3 separate regions of the Mus musculus genome follow, and regions 2 and 3 are each linked to region 1. The links are chromatin contacts, called in public Hi-C and HiChIP or PLAC-seq maps. All regions are on one chromosome and are shown on one strand. Each heading gives the region's core, a stretch centred on a gene start, on an enhancer-like site or on the middle of the called end of the contact. The rest is flanking DNA. Distances are from core to core; before and after follow the strand shown. Region 1 has its middle 61 kb from the start of Gm29676. Region 2 has its middle 2.4 kb from the start of Gm40930. Region 3 overlaps Gm34276 (a long non-coding RNA gene).

Region 1 (4,417 bases), core at 879-3,378:
GACAGTCTTTCTTTTTTTTTAAGATTTATTTATTTATTATATGTAAGTACACGATAGCTGTCTTCAGACATTACAGAAAAAGAAACCAGGTCTTGTTACAGATGGTTGTGAGCCACCATGCAGTTGCTGGGATTTGACCTCAGGATCTTTGGAAGAGCAGTCGATGCTCTTTACCACCGAACCATCATTCCAGCCCCTGACAGTCTTTCTTTTACTTTCTGCAAAATTATTTATTCAAGAAACATTTTCCATTTCATTTTTTTATAACAAGATCCTAGAATAGCACAAGGAAGAAGCGAAAGTATGTTTCCACCTCTTTCAGGTTTTTAAAAAATGTTTTTACTATGATGTTTTACTGCATGGATGTCTGTGTATCACATGCATGCTTGGTGCTCCCAGAGGTCAGAAGAAGGCATTGTATCCCCTGATACTGGAGCTAAAGATGGTGTGAGCCATCTTGTGGGTGCTGGGAATCAAACCCAAGTTCTCTGGAGGAGCAGCCAGTGCCCTTAACTACTGAGCCATCTCTCCAGTGCTGTTCCCGTTCTTGGTCATTGCCTTGGAATCTAAAACATTGGTGACAATGGAATTCTAGTTATCGAGTCTAAAATCACTTGAGTTCAAGTCCCAGCAAAAGATGAAGGTCTGGAGCTGTGTCCAGGTCACAGCCACCAGTGCTAAGACCTCAGAGAGGGGAAAATGGACAATCTCTGGCATCTTCAACTTGTGGCATCTTTGTGTCTAATGTGGAGGAGAGGGAAAGAAGAAAAGTAAAAGTCTGCATGTTTTTGAAATATTGGAACTGTGCTCAAGAGGGGACTATTATGAAGAGTTATCAGTTTAGAAGCTGTGGAGCAGAGGACCATGGGGTTCAAAGCTTGTTTGTGACTGGGAACCACAGTATGGGTACTTGCTTTTGCAAAGTACAGTAGGCTGGAGGAGCAACGCTTCTTCTCCCCGACTTCCAAAGGCTTGACCTCTTGAAGCAAAGGGAGAGAATCCTTTGCCTTTCCCCAGACTTTGGTGTTTTCAGATTGTGATGGCCAGTTCTTTATTGACAACTTGATTAGATTTAAGAGTGTCCACAGCATAAGAGAGGCACACCCTTGTTGTTGTCTATGAGGTTATTTCCAAAGATTATTAACTGATCAGGGAAGACCTACCCTGAAGGGCTGGTGCATGCATGTGTGTGTGTGTGTGTGTGTGTGTGTGTGTGTGTGTGCATGCACATGCGTGTGTAAGTATATGTGTATGCCAGACTGAATATAAGATGAAGAAGGAGGAAGCAATTTGAGGACCAGCATTTACGTTTCTCTGCCCCCTGACTGGAGAGGCCATGCCGATCAGTTGTCTCCCACGTTCCCCCTTCCATCCATGGCTCCAGCATTATGAACCAGCTGTATCTTCTAAAACCATAAGTCAAAATAAATCCTTTCTCCCATAGGCTCCTTTTGTTAGCTAAAGTAATGGATGCACTGGCATTCCTTGGGTTGTAGATGCATCTTTCCAATGTCTATCTCCATGGTTCTCTTCCTGGTGTCCTTCTCTCTCTCTCTCTCTGCTTTTTTCCAGTCATATCGGATGTTGGCTCTTCCCTGATCAAATAGAGCCTTATCTTAACCGATTACATGTGCAATGGCTTCCTTTCTAATTGAGTCACATTTGTAGGAACTGGGGCTTAAGACTTCAATGCAGCTTTTGTTTGGGGGTGGGGGGTGGGGGTGCAATTCAGTCCATGACCCATGATGTCACCCGGACCCTCATCCCCCACATGGAGGTCTGTAATCAAGGGCTTCTGGATTCACTCACGTCCCAATCACAGCCAACACATGGCCCATGAGTAAACAGGGCTCCACGGGAGAACCCTGGTGACTCACAGTGCCACTATCAGTCAGCATGAAGGGTAATTAGCAAGGGATTGTCATCTAGAATAAAGCCACCCGGTTCCTCTGTAAAAATGTGTCAGAGGGTATTTAGAACCATCATGGTCAGCCCACTGCTACACACTGCAAATTACACACGTCTTTTTGGTGTGTGTGTATGCGTCTTATTCATAGTTCTTCCTGTGCTCCATTTGCGAGGGCGGTTGCTCACCCACTCTCATTTCAGCACCGGCCTTGCGTGCTTCAAAAGCTCCCGATGTCCCGAACACCCATACATCTTCCTGTCACCCTGGTTAGTCATCTGCTATCACTTTTCTTTCGTTTTGCTCACGTAAGAAGTCATGTTTTTGCTCAGGAGAAAGTGCCATGAGAAAACGTTCGTTCTGATCATTTGGCGACTCATTCCACTCCTTTCTGATGTTTGTAGATGTGAGAGGGAAATCCCTTTTGAGAAGAACCTTAATGAAGGTCCCAGGGGAGGTGGGGTGAAGGAGTGCAGTCAGAAAGTGCTCACACCATCCTGCCGCATTTAGCCATCAACCAGGGAGTACGTATGGCTCCAGCTGCAAATGTAGCAGACGATGGCCTTGTCAGGCATCAAGGGGAGGAGAGGTCCCTGGTCCTATGAAGGCTGGATAGATGCCCCAGTATAGGGGAATGGAGGGCAGGGAGGTGGGAGTGGGTGGGTGAGTGGAGAAACACCCCCATAGAAGCAGAGGGAGGGAGGATGGGAGAGGGGGTTTACAGGAAGGGAGGGGAAACTGGGAAAGGGGATAACATTTGAAATGTAAATTAAAAAAATCCAATAATTTCTTTTCTAGAGAAGGATATCATGGTTCTAATGCCCCCTGGGATCACAGAAGCTGGTCTCCTTCTAAGAGAATGCTTTTTAGTGACATCACTGTCCTCCCCGCTTCTGCTGGCGTTGTTCTGCATAAACCACAACAAGTCAGACATCAGATGAGCATTCGGCTCTATTCCTTTATGAATCCAGGCCTCAGACTGAGTCTGTTATAGCTGAAATGAAGCTGAGTTTATTCAGTTGAGTACCAAGTCCCTCCAAGGAGTGGGAGGGGTAAGTTACATCCCTTTAAAAACTCTTTGTTGGAGTGCTAACTTCTGGCACCTCAGAAGGCGACACTGCTTAAAATGAGGGCATATGGGTGATCCATCCCTAAGTCAGTCTAGTATCCATATAGAAAGAGATTAGGGCATAGACCTGTGTCAAAAGAAGATAACTTGATGATTTGGGGGAAAGATTGTCATATACAAACCAAGGAGAGATTCCAGGGATGCCTTGTCAATTCCTTGATCTTGGACTGGATTCCAAAGCTATGAGGAATATATTTTTTTTAAACATTAAGCCTCGTAGCTTGTGATATTCACTACTGCAATGCTAACTGTTGCATGCAGAGCGAGGAGGGTTGAAAGTAGCCTTTTGAAAGATGCCATACTTCCTGTTTTTAGCTTCTTTTCTCATTGTTGTAAGGAAAAAAAAAACACCTAAAGAACAGCATAAAGGTGGAAAAGATGTGTTATGACTGTTGGTTTCAGAAGTTTTGGTCCCATGTGATTGGGCAGAATATCCTGGTGTCCAGAGCAAGTGGCAAAGGACAGCAGCTTCAATCCGATAAGGCAGGAAGCAGAGAAGGCAACACTATGTTTGACCGTAAAGATGAACCATCATACTTACCCATGCCCCCTCCAAGTCACATCCTCCCCAGTGAGCAAGCACACCAGACCATCCTACCTACCCACCCTTCCTCACCCGCAGTGAGTATGAGTACCAGGCAATCATACCTACCCATGCCCCGCCCAACTCCACCCCCAGTGAGCATGCGCAGTAGGCCATCAACGTTTTAAAAACTCTTGGTCCAGTCCTAGCTTTTACGATACCATGCTGTGTTTTAGGGAGAAAAGATGAAAGACGCTAACCTACTACTTCCTTTCATGAATGCAGTTTAGTCGGAATGCCAACAGTGGTGTCAACTCTATTACCATTTTCTGCAACACCAGAGGAGAGTTTTCTAGTTTTTTTTTTTTTTTTTTTTTTTTTTTTTAGCTACAAAGACGGAAAAATGTGATCAACGCAATCCAACCCAAGTGTAATTTCAGCCCCTTTCCTCCTGTCATGATAAGCCAGAAGTATGGGTTGCCAGAAATGGAAAACAGCTTTCTCCTCAGCCAGATGATGGTCGTGTTCAAAGTGCCATCCGTTTGCCATGTGTTAAAAGTTAAGCATTGAAAACAGACCGGCTTACTTCGCTGAAGCCGTGGGCTCTTGGAAGCCAAGGAGACACTTGGAGGCATTGGGGAAGAACTATGGAGATGGCGTTGCTGGCAGGGTAAACAACGTCTTCTCACAAGGTTTTGAGGAGGGACCCTTGGTTTGCCCCGAGAGTAGACATGGCTATTCACCGACTGGAAAAAAGAAGAGTCAAAAGCTAACCTCCCAAAGAGGCTTCTTTTGTGTTCTAGAATTAATTCCAGTGCCCTATGGCTCTTGGCCTTTGCTGGCATCTGACACGAAGTTT
Region 2 (4,123 bases), core at 1,297-3,796, 180 kb before region 1:
TGCCAGATCAGCAATTAACAATTGAATATACAGAGGCACGCCTTAATAGGATAAGAATGAATGTCATCTCTACACATGGCCTCTTGAGAGTCTATATAAATTTTAGGACGGATTTTATGTTTCTGAAAAACAAAAGCCACTGGGGGGGGGGGGCAGGAGGGGGGGGGTTGATGGAGACAGCGTCCAACCCATAGACCATTTTAGATAGTGTTCCTAGCTTAACAGAACTGTCATACGATTCATGAAAATGAATGTCTATTTCTGCATTCTTTAGTTTCTTTTTAGTAATGTTTGCTTGTTTTCATTTTATACACCATTTTCCTTTTTGGTTAAGATCTTTTCTAAGTAGTTTACTCTTCTTGATGCAATTGTAAATGGATTTGTTTCTGTAATCAGCCCTGACATCTTGGCCTTCCATGATGGCCAAGTCTCCCTTTTCCAGAGCCTGGATGACACTAATTAGGACAAGAATCCAGGCCACCCAGAGGGTCACGTTTGTCTTAAGTCGGGACTGCTACTCTGAATCTGCCGAAGGGAGGAGTCAGGGCTAGTTTAGAGCACATCTGGGGTTGCTCAAGGACTTTGAGCTTTATAGACTCATTATTTAGTATGTTTTACGGGAGCCTAAGGACAAACAGCTTCCTCCCAAGTACTACAGTCAAATCAATGAGAAATGTCACAGCTGTTGGGAGGTCAGTAGGGTGGGTTGGTTTTTGTCTGTTTTTAAACTTTATGTATTATTATTATTATTATTAATTACTTAGTACTCACAAGTTCAAGAGTTCAAGGGCAACTCTCCATCACTGTAGACCCGTGGTTACCTGAGGCCGCTTGGATGGGGAATGGCCAGCGGTGGGGCCGTGCGAGTGTGATGTCTGCAGGCCATCCTCGTAGGCCATGACTGTGGACGTATGTCAGAAGCCATCCCTGTGACCACGATAGTAGGGATCAGACCCGGTTGATAATCTCGTCTACTGGGGAAGGCATGGAAGGCACGGGAAGCACAGAAGGCTAGGCCCTCACCTTTCTCCAGCACTATGGTTGGTGAGGGGAGGCTGGCAAACCTCAGGACCCGAGTTTCCGTTTTGTGTCCGGCAGCTCTGTAGAGCTGTCTGAGAAGAGAATTGGATACAAAGTCTACAAACACTGCCCTGGAAAAGGCACATTTGTATCTCTTTCTCCAGAAGCTCCCAGAGAGCCAAGCTTGGTGGCTTGCCAAACGGACTTTACTCCTTCTGTGTGATGTAGAGAATACATTGTAGGCTAGCATCCTTCTGTCCTTGTGATCCCGGTGGGGAGGAGAGGGGGCTAGAGGAGAAAGATTGGCCAAGCGCCCATTAGACAATGGGCTAGGAACACAAATAGACTTAGGTAGAGCAGAGGATGAAAAGAAAAACAAACAAACAAACAAACATAAAAACCCCAAAGGTAAACGCTTCTTCCTACTTCCTGTTTCTTCCTGTGTACCGAGTCTGTGTGGGAAGAGAAGCCGGGAGCTGATTACTGTTTGGGGGCCTCTGATTACAAACCCACACGTGGAAAGATTAGGATCAAGGGACTCTGAAGCTACTAAACCTTTCCTCCTGCCTTGCCACCTGCTCCTCTTCCCCTAGCTGGTGGGGTCCAGGGAGTTCTCTTCTTTAATCTTTGTTGACTGCTAATCCCTGTTTCATTAGGGTGGAGGGCTCCCTCTGCAAATTATGGGTTGGGGACAAAATTCCTTAGCATCCTGTCTCTGAGTAGGGACGGTCGGTCCTAAAATGTCACCTACCCAACGATCAGATCTTTCTATATTCCCTCCCACACCTAATTTTTTCTGCCACACAACAGCTGTCACATTTCACGGCCACCCTTGAACTGCTGGGTCTTTGGCTCTGTGTGTGTGTGTGTGTGTGTGAGAAAGAGAGAGAGAGAGAGAGAGAGAGAGAGAGAGAGAGAGAGAGAGAGAGAGAGAGAGAGAGAGAGAGATTGAGTGACATGAGCATCTAGCTCACTTCCAACTAATCCCAGAAACCTCCCCTTCGGAGTATTTTTAGCACTCTGACATCATCTTGCTGACTTCATCCCGATGTGCAGCCAGGCCCCCTAAGGGCATGGCAGGCACTAATACAAGGTTACCATTACCACCCTCCAGGGGTATTCAAAGTGACTGTCTTAAGGGTTTCTGGCCAAGAGTCAACAGACCTCCTCAATTGATACCCAGAGGCAGACAATACAGAGGCCACAGTACCACCCAAACTCTGACAGGAGAGCCCAACTGCTAAGCTCTGATAATAGGCTGAACAGAGGATGTGGCAGCTCCCACTTCCTGACTGGAGCCTCCAGCATTGTTGTGCCAGGCAACAGCTGCTTGGTATCAAGGCAAGGCCAGACTCCAGCTGGGGAGGGGAGTGTGCCTTGGCTTGCCATTTAGATGTATAGGGGCAACTTCTCCTGCTGGAGCAGGCTCATCCAACACTCACAGGCTGTCTCAAGGCGAGCGCAGGTGTTAAGAACGATAGAGCTCAGGAGTGTGAGATGGCCCAGTGGGTAGAAGGCTCTACACACACAGTGGAAGGAGAGAACTGTGCCCTTTGACCTTCACATATGCACCTTGGCATGCCTCCCAAGCCTAAAGATAAATAAAATGAAATTAAAATGTTAGCGTGGGAAGGAAGCAGAGCCTGATTTTAATTTTGCAGGTGAGGCATGGATGTTATTGTGGATAGACTTATTTGGCACGTCTTACCATCTGTCACACACTGCATGTGCTTTCTGGTTCTTTTTGCCAGAACCATGTATGTGTATATATACACACATACATGAATGTAATATTCATGTATATATACACACATACATGAATGTAATAATTCATTGTGGTGCTAGGAATTGCACCTAGTGCCTCTTTTTTCTTTTTTAAAAAAGATTTAATTATTTAAGTACACTGTACCTGCCACACAAGAAGAGGGCATCAGATCCCATTACAGATGGTTGTGAGCCACCACGTGGTTGCTGGGATTTGAACTCAGGACCTCTGGAAGAGCAGTCAGTGCTCTTAACCACTGAGTCATCTCTCTAGCCCTGCACTTAATGCCTTATGCATGACAAGCACGCATTTTACAGCAAACCTGTTTCTCTGATTTCTATACTGGACACTTACGATATCAGTTTCTCTCGTTATTGGTTCTTAATTTTAATGATGCTCTTGTATCTGTCTGCCAAATTTCTCGTTTGTGAAGCTGGGGTTTTCTTTTTTCTTTTTCTTTTCTTTCTTTCTTTCTTTCTTTTTTTTTTTTTTTTTTTTTTTTTTTTTTTTTTTTTTTTTTTTTTTTTTTTTTTTTTGAGGCAGGTTTCTCTGTATAGCCCTGGCTGTCCTGGAACTCACTTTGTAGACCAGGCTGGCCTCAAACTCTAAAATCCGCCTGCCTCTGCCTCCCGAGTGCTGGGATTAAAGGCATGCACCACCACCACGCCTGGCTTGGGGTTTTCAACGGTGCTTTGCTTGCTCAGAATTCGTGTGGCCCTGGGCTCCATCCTCGGCCACCAAAATGAACATGTTTGTATAATGAGTGGTTATCGTGTAAAGTCATACGGCAAGCTCTGCAGTTTCCTACAAACTTCTATCCGTCTGTTTTTGCGTCTTTAGGTGGCTCTCGAGTTATTACCACAGTGAAAATCATGTGCTTGTTTTCTGACTTTATTATTCACATGTATGGTCATCTTCTTGTCAGCATGAACCTTCTTGTCTCATTTGTTTATTTCTGTCAGTAGAGAGTTAGGGGTTACCTTTCCTTCAATGGTTTATAATCGGTAACTCCCTTTATTTATTTGGTTGTTCAAATTATCCATACTCCATAGATATGACTCCCATCCAGGTGGTTCCTGCTGAGTTTTCATAAGTCTATAGGCCTTGTGATCATTTGCATCCAGAAGGATCTGTACTTTTGAAGACAATGGCTGGCTGTTTGGACAAATAGTCATGAGTGTGTAACCGCCATGACCATAGCCAAGATGGGGAATGAGTCTATCGGCTGAGAGACTGTCCCTGAGTCTCAGGAAGACCAGTCTCCTCCGTGGAAATCCTGGTTCTGGTTGTCAGTGCTTCCACTCTTGTCTCCAGCTTTACCCTTTCAGAGTGGTTTTG
Region 3 (4,336 bases), core at 663-3,162, 210 kb before region 1:
TTCGACATTCAAATATCACCTACTCATTGGAGGGTTTAGAAGGAGGAAAGGTTCAATGGGAAGATTTCTCATTTGAGGAATGAGACACCTTGCTAATCTGGGCTCCAGTTTTATTATCTTGAAAAAGAAATGGGAAATCTGCATTTCTTTCCTAGCTGGGACAGTCTAGGCGTCTGTACAAACGGCTGAAAGCAACTGTTATCTCTGCAGTGGTAAGAATGGTGACATTGTGCAACTCATTGAACAGTCAGACCCAACATCCAGAATGAGGCAGTTCCCAGTGGTCTCCAGCTTGGTTCCCTTCAAGCTGGACGTCTCTCAGAGGTGAGTGCAAGATCTGGACATGGTTGTCTTAATCCATTGTTGAGTTACTATAACAAAATAACCTGCTGCCCCTGGTCATATATTAAGAAAAAGTTTTCATTACGTGATGGCTTTGGAGGCTCAAGGGCGTGGTGCTGACACCTAATGCTATGAGGATCCTGTGGTAGATGTCCTCCCAGTGGTAAGACTTCGTGGTAAGGGTAAGTAGCAGATTAGAAAATGTTCCAAGCTCTCTTATAAAGCCCATTCACTATCACAACAACCAATACATTCCCCTGTGTCCTAACCCACTCCCTCAAAATGGCATGGATTCATTAATGAACAAAAATGACTTAATTATTTCTTGATAGGCCCTAGTCTTAAAGGTCCTGATGCTGCTATGGAAGCAAGGTTTTTACATGAGACCTTGGGGGACAAACTGTATCCCTAACACAGGACCCATCACTGATGTATCGCTAAGATATGTCTTAGAGCATACACTGGGTGCTTGATAAACGTGGGAGGACATAGCTGAGAATCAGCATGTGCCCGCACCCCCCTCTAACTTCCCCAGAGGCAGGGTGTAGCTTCCCCTTTGAACAACCTCAGCAGAATCGTGGGCCCCAGTGTGGTCTCCTCATCAGGAATTCTGGTTCCTATGCGTCTCTCTTGTTCCGCATCTTTTTTAAAAAAATGTACTTTATTTATGTCTATGTCCATCTGCCTGCTTGTCTGCATGTGTACGGCATGTATGTAGTTTCTTGCGGAGGCCAGAAGCAGGTTATAGAATCTGTTGGTGCTAGAGTTAGAAGTGGTTGTGAGGCCCCTGATGTGGGTGCTGGGAACCGAACCTGGGTCCTTTGTAAGAGCAGCAAGGGGTGCTCTTAACTACTGCACCATCCCTCCAGCCTGCCCCTACTCTACCTTAGCTTTTTAAAAACCTCTTCCTCAGAATTAGGCAGGGAGGGTTTTACTGGCCCATTATACTGCATCCTGGAAACTTAGGAGAGTTAGACATTGGCCCAGAATTACAAGAAATGGCTAGTGAGCCGGGCATGGTGGCGCACGCCTTTAATCCCAGCGCTCAGGAGGCAGAGGCAGGCGGATTTCTGAGTTCGAGGCCAGCCTGGTCTACAAAGTGAGTTCCAGGACAAGCAGGGATATACAGTGAAACCTTGTCTCGAAAAAACAAAACAAAACAAAAAAAAACAAAAAAAACAAAAAAAAAAAAAAAAAAGAAAAGCAAGAAAACACACTTGGCTGGTGCTCAGGCCCATACCTCTGACTGCATCTTTTCTTTACTCGTGGACTGAGAAGGAGGAAACTCCACCCTACAACAGACCTTCTGAAAAATGAGGACGCCTCCGTGTTCCTGCCCTGAGTGACCACAGGGCTTTGAGCAGCTTCTCTTCTCCCATCCGGTGAAATTGATTTTTAAACACACTGAATTGATTAAAGCGTTGGACCAGGATGGAGCCGGCAAGCAGGCCGAATAAGAGCTGTTTGGCTCTTATATTCACTTCCTTCTTGTCGACGCATCCTGTGCCTGGGGAAATGAAGACGGCTGGGTACTCTCATCCAGGCTAACTGTGGCTTGGCCTCTGTGGAAGGAAACCCACAGTCGATGAAGGGGCACCGAGATGCAGCTGCACGCCTGTTCACAGGGCAGCCACGAATCAGCAAGCTGGGTCACGTCCTGCGCATGCGCCGGTGCCAAGAACGCTCGACAGATCGTAAAGACTGTAACATTTGCTGACGCCTCCTTAGAGGCATGGATGGGTCTATTAGTAATGACATTGGTATGTGGAGTTTGATTGAATATGGACATTAATTTGATTTCCTTAGGCTTCAGGACCAAAACTTCAGGTGGTAATTTTCTGTAGACAATGTATCTGTCTACTTATGTCTGTATGAAGGTTGTACTTACACTGTTTTAGGAAGATGTTGTTTAGTTAACACCCACTCCTAATAACTTCAAAAATAAAATAGCCACCCTTGGGCATTTTGATATGGTGTTTTTCCACTGGCGCCCAAAAGGTTTCTGCCTCAGTCAAACTAAAGTTCATTTTGTTAAACAGTGGCACACTCCCTTTCCTTTTTCTGGAACAGGGATATTCTTCAACTGCAAAGTTGCCCTTGAGGCTCTGACTGCAGTTCTCCTCCAGGGGTGACAATCCAACCATAGGATAGATGGTTTTACTTATTTGTAAGTTTGTGGCAAAGTCAGGGGACACTTGGCATTTTTGTGAGGTTTAGACCAGAGCTGCTCCACAACACGTTTCTGTCTTGTACAACAACAAGTGTCAGCCTCTGATGAAACACTGCAGCAAGCCCCTGGCTCCTAGGCTGTGGGATTCCCTGGAGCCTCTTCATTTCCCTGGAGTAGCTGGGCCTCTGGTTCAGAAGTGGCTTTCAGCTCTGTGGACATGCTGAGCAGATGGGAGGCCGAGACATGGTTTCTCAATATTTTCTGCTTTTTGCCGGGTAAGATTGGGAACGTAGGTCTCAGCTTTGAGTCATGCTTCCGTGTCTCAGGGGACTTCTCTTAGAGTTGGGATCTGGAATGCTCCCTAGTGGTCCATATGGTAAAAGCTTGGCCCCCCAGCTTGGTGAACTAGCTCTTGAGAGTTGGTAGGACCTTTAAAGTGTGGAGCCTAGCCGGAGATCTCCAGCTGTACTGTCCTGTGCCCTTAAAGAGGATCGCAGGATCCTGGGCCCTCCCTTTTCCTCTCTTCCATTTCCCAGAAACAGAGTGAGTAGTGTTGCTTCATAAACTCATACTACGATGTGCTAGCCCAGATCAGAAGCCATGGGGCCCGGGGCTGAAGAGATAGCTTTGTGGTTGAGAGTGCCGACGGCTTTTCCAGGACCTGGGTTCAATTCCCAGCACCCACATAGCAGCTTATGATTGTGTTTGTAGCTCCAAGATCTGACACTCTTGCACAGACATACATGCAGACAAAACACAAATGCACAAAAAATAAATAAGTTATTAAATAAATAAAAGAAACCACAGGGTCAAGTGATTATAGATTAAAACTTCTAAATGTGAATGTCAAAATAAGCCTTTCTTCATCATATCTTGGTTAACCAGGCATTTCTTCTTGTACTGAAGAGCTAACTAATCCAGTCTTTCTGTTTATTTGTTCTCATAGGTGGAAGATGCGCCTACTCTCACTTGGATTTGATATGCCAAGGCTGGTTGATATTTATGGGAGGCCTCATCCTTTCTAAGGAGAAAGGGGGAGGGAGGGGGTAAAGGGGGAGGGGAGAAGGAGAAACTGAGAAAAGCAGAGGTAGAAGAAGCTGTGAGCAGGATGTAAAGCAAATAAATAATAAAAAATACTACATATTTGTCTGTCTATCTGTCTGTCTGTCTATCTATCTATCTATCTATCTATCTATCTATCTATCTATCTATCTATCTAGTTTGTGTGTGTGCATGCACAAGTGGGCATACACATATCATGGTATTCATGTAGAAGAGAAAACGTGTGTGTGTGTGTGTGTGTGTGTGTGTGTGTGTGTGTGTGTGTGTGTGTATGAGTTCTCCCCTTCCACTCTGGGAGTTCTGAACTCCCAGAACTCTCAGGCTTGGCAAACACTGGGTCATTTTGCCTCCCTCTCCCCCTTCGCCCCCACCCCCTGCTTTTTTTTTTGGTTTTATGAGACAGGGTTTCTCTGTGTAGCCCAAACTTAGAAATCTGCCTGCCTCTGCCTCCCAAGTGCTGGGATTAAAGGCATGAGCCACCACTGCCTGACAGTTATGGCTTCTTGAGACAGGGTCTCACCTGATAGCGCAGATAGACCTGAAATTCACAACGGAGCTGAGGTTGGCCCTGAACTCACAACAGTCCTCCTGTCTCAGCCTCACAAGTGCCAGGACTACAGACGTTAATATTTTATTAAAAAAACAAAAAACAAAAAAACAAAAAAACAACAATCTGTATCCAAAACTTCTTAATTTGTCCGGCGGATCTGCTAATGACGAGAGGTGATTACCCTGTTCTTATAAATGGAGAGGCTCTTCCAA

What was found. A called contact is a pair of places that touch in the nucleus more often than the background predicts. HiChIP or PLAC-seq counts read pairs in DNA pulled down with a chosen protein or histone mark.
Region 2: a Hi-C map of the N1E-115 cell line shows a contact between it and region 1, with 2.8 times the contacts expected there. The contact joins two enhancer-like sites. A contact is called at or near these places in 5 of 484 Hi-C or Micro-C datasets (the N1E-115 cell line, Th1 cells, Th2 cells and 2 more) and 5 of 115 datasets of contacts at active chromatin or transcription factors (CD8 T cells, the HPC-7 cell line, effector CD8 T cells and 2 more).
Region 3: a contact with region 1 is called in a BATF HiChIP or PLAC-seq map of CD8 T cells, with 9 read pairs. The contact joins two enhancer-like sites. A contact is called at or near these places in 2 of 484 Hi-C or Micro-C datasets (Th1 cells and nephron progenitors) and 2 of 115 datasets of contacts at active chromatin or transcription factors (CD8 T cells and Th17 cells).

What each region holds. Positions count from the first base shown.
Region 1 is chr13:44,318,947-44,323,363 of GRCm38.p6, reverse strand. No RefSeq gene overlaps it. Among named protein-coding and RNA genes, the nearest start is that of Gm29676, 61 kb to the right of the region's middle. Within about 2 kb of position 2,128, at least 27 of the 459 cell types and tissues checked have an H3K27ac peak or open chromatin away from gene starts, as enhancers often do. A contact at or near this core is called in CD8 T cells, the N1E-115 cell line, Th1 cells and 1 more, where this site is marked.
Region 2 is chr13:44,500,179-44,504,301 of GRCm38.p6, reverse strand. No RefSeq gene overlaps it. Among named protein-coding and RNA genes, the nearest start is that of Gm40930, 2.4 kb to the left of the region's middle. Within about 2 kb of position 2,546, at least 27 of the 459 cell types and tissues checked have an H3K27ac peak or open chromatin away from gene starts, as enhancers often do. A contact at or near this core is called in the N1E-115 cell line, where this site is marked.
Region 3 is chr13:44,533,242-44,537,577 of GRCm38.p6, reverse strand. Gm34276 (a long non-coding RNA gene) reads left to right here. Exons shown (of 5, transcript XR_873341.2): 4 at 211-324; 5 at 3,459-3,613. Among named protein-coding and RNA genes, the nearest start is that of Gm47792, 26 kb to the right of the region's middle. Within about 2 kb of position 1,912, at least 90 of the 459 cell types and tissues checked have an H3K27ac peak or open chromatin away from gene starts, as enhancers often do. A contact at or near this core is called in CD8 T cells, Th1 cells and Th17 cells, where this site is marked.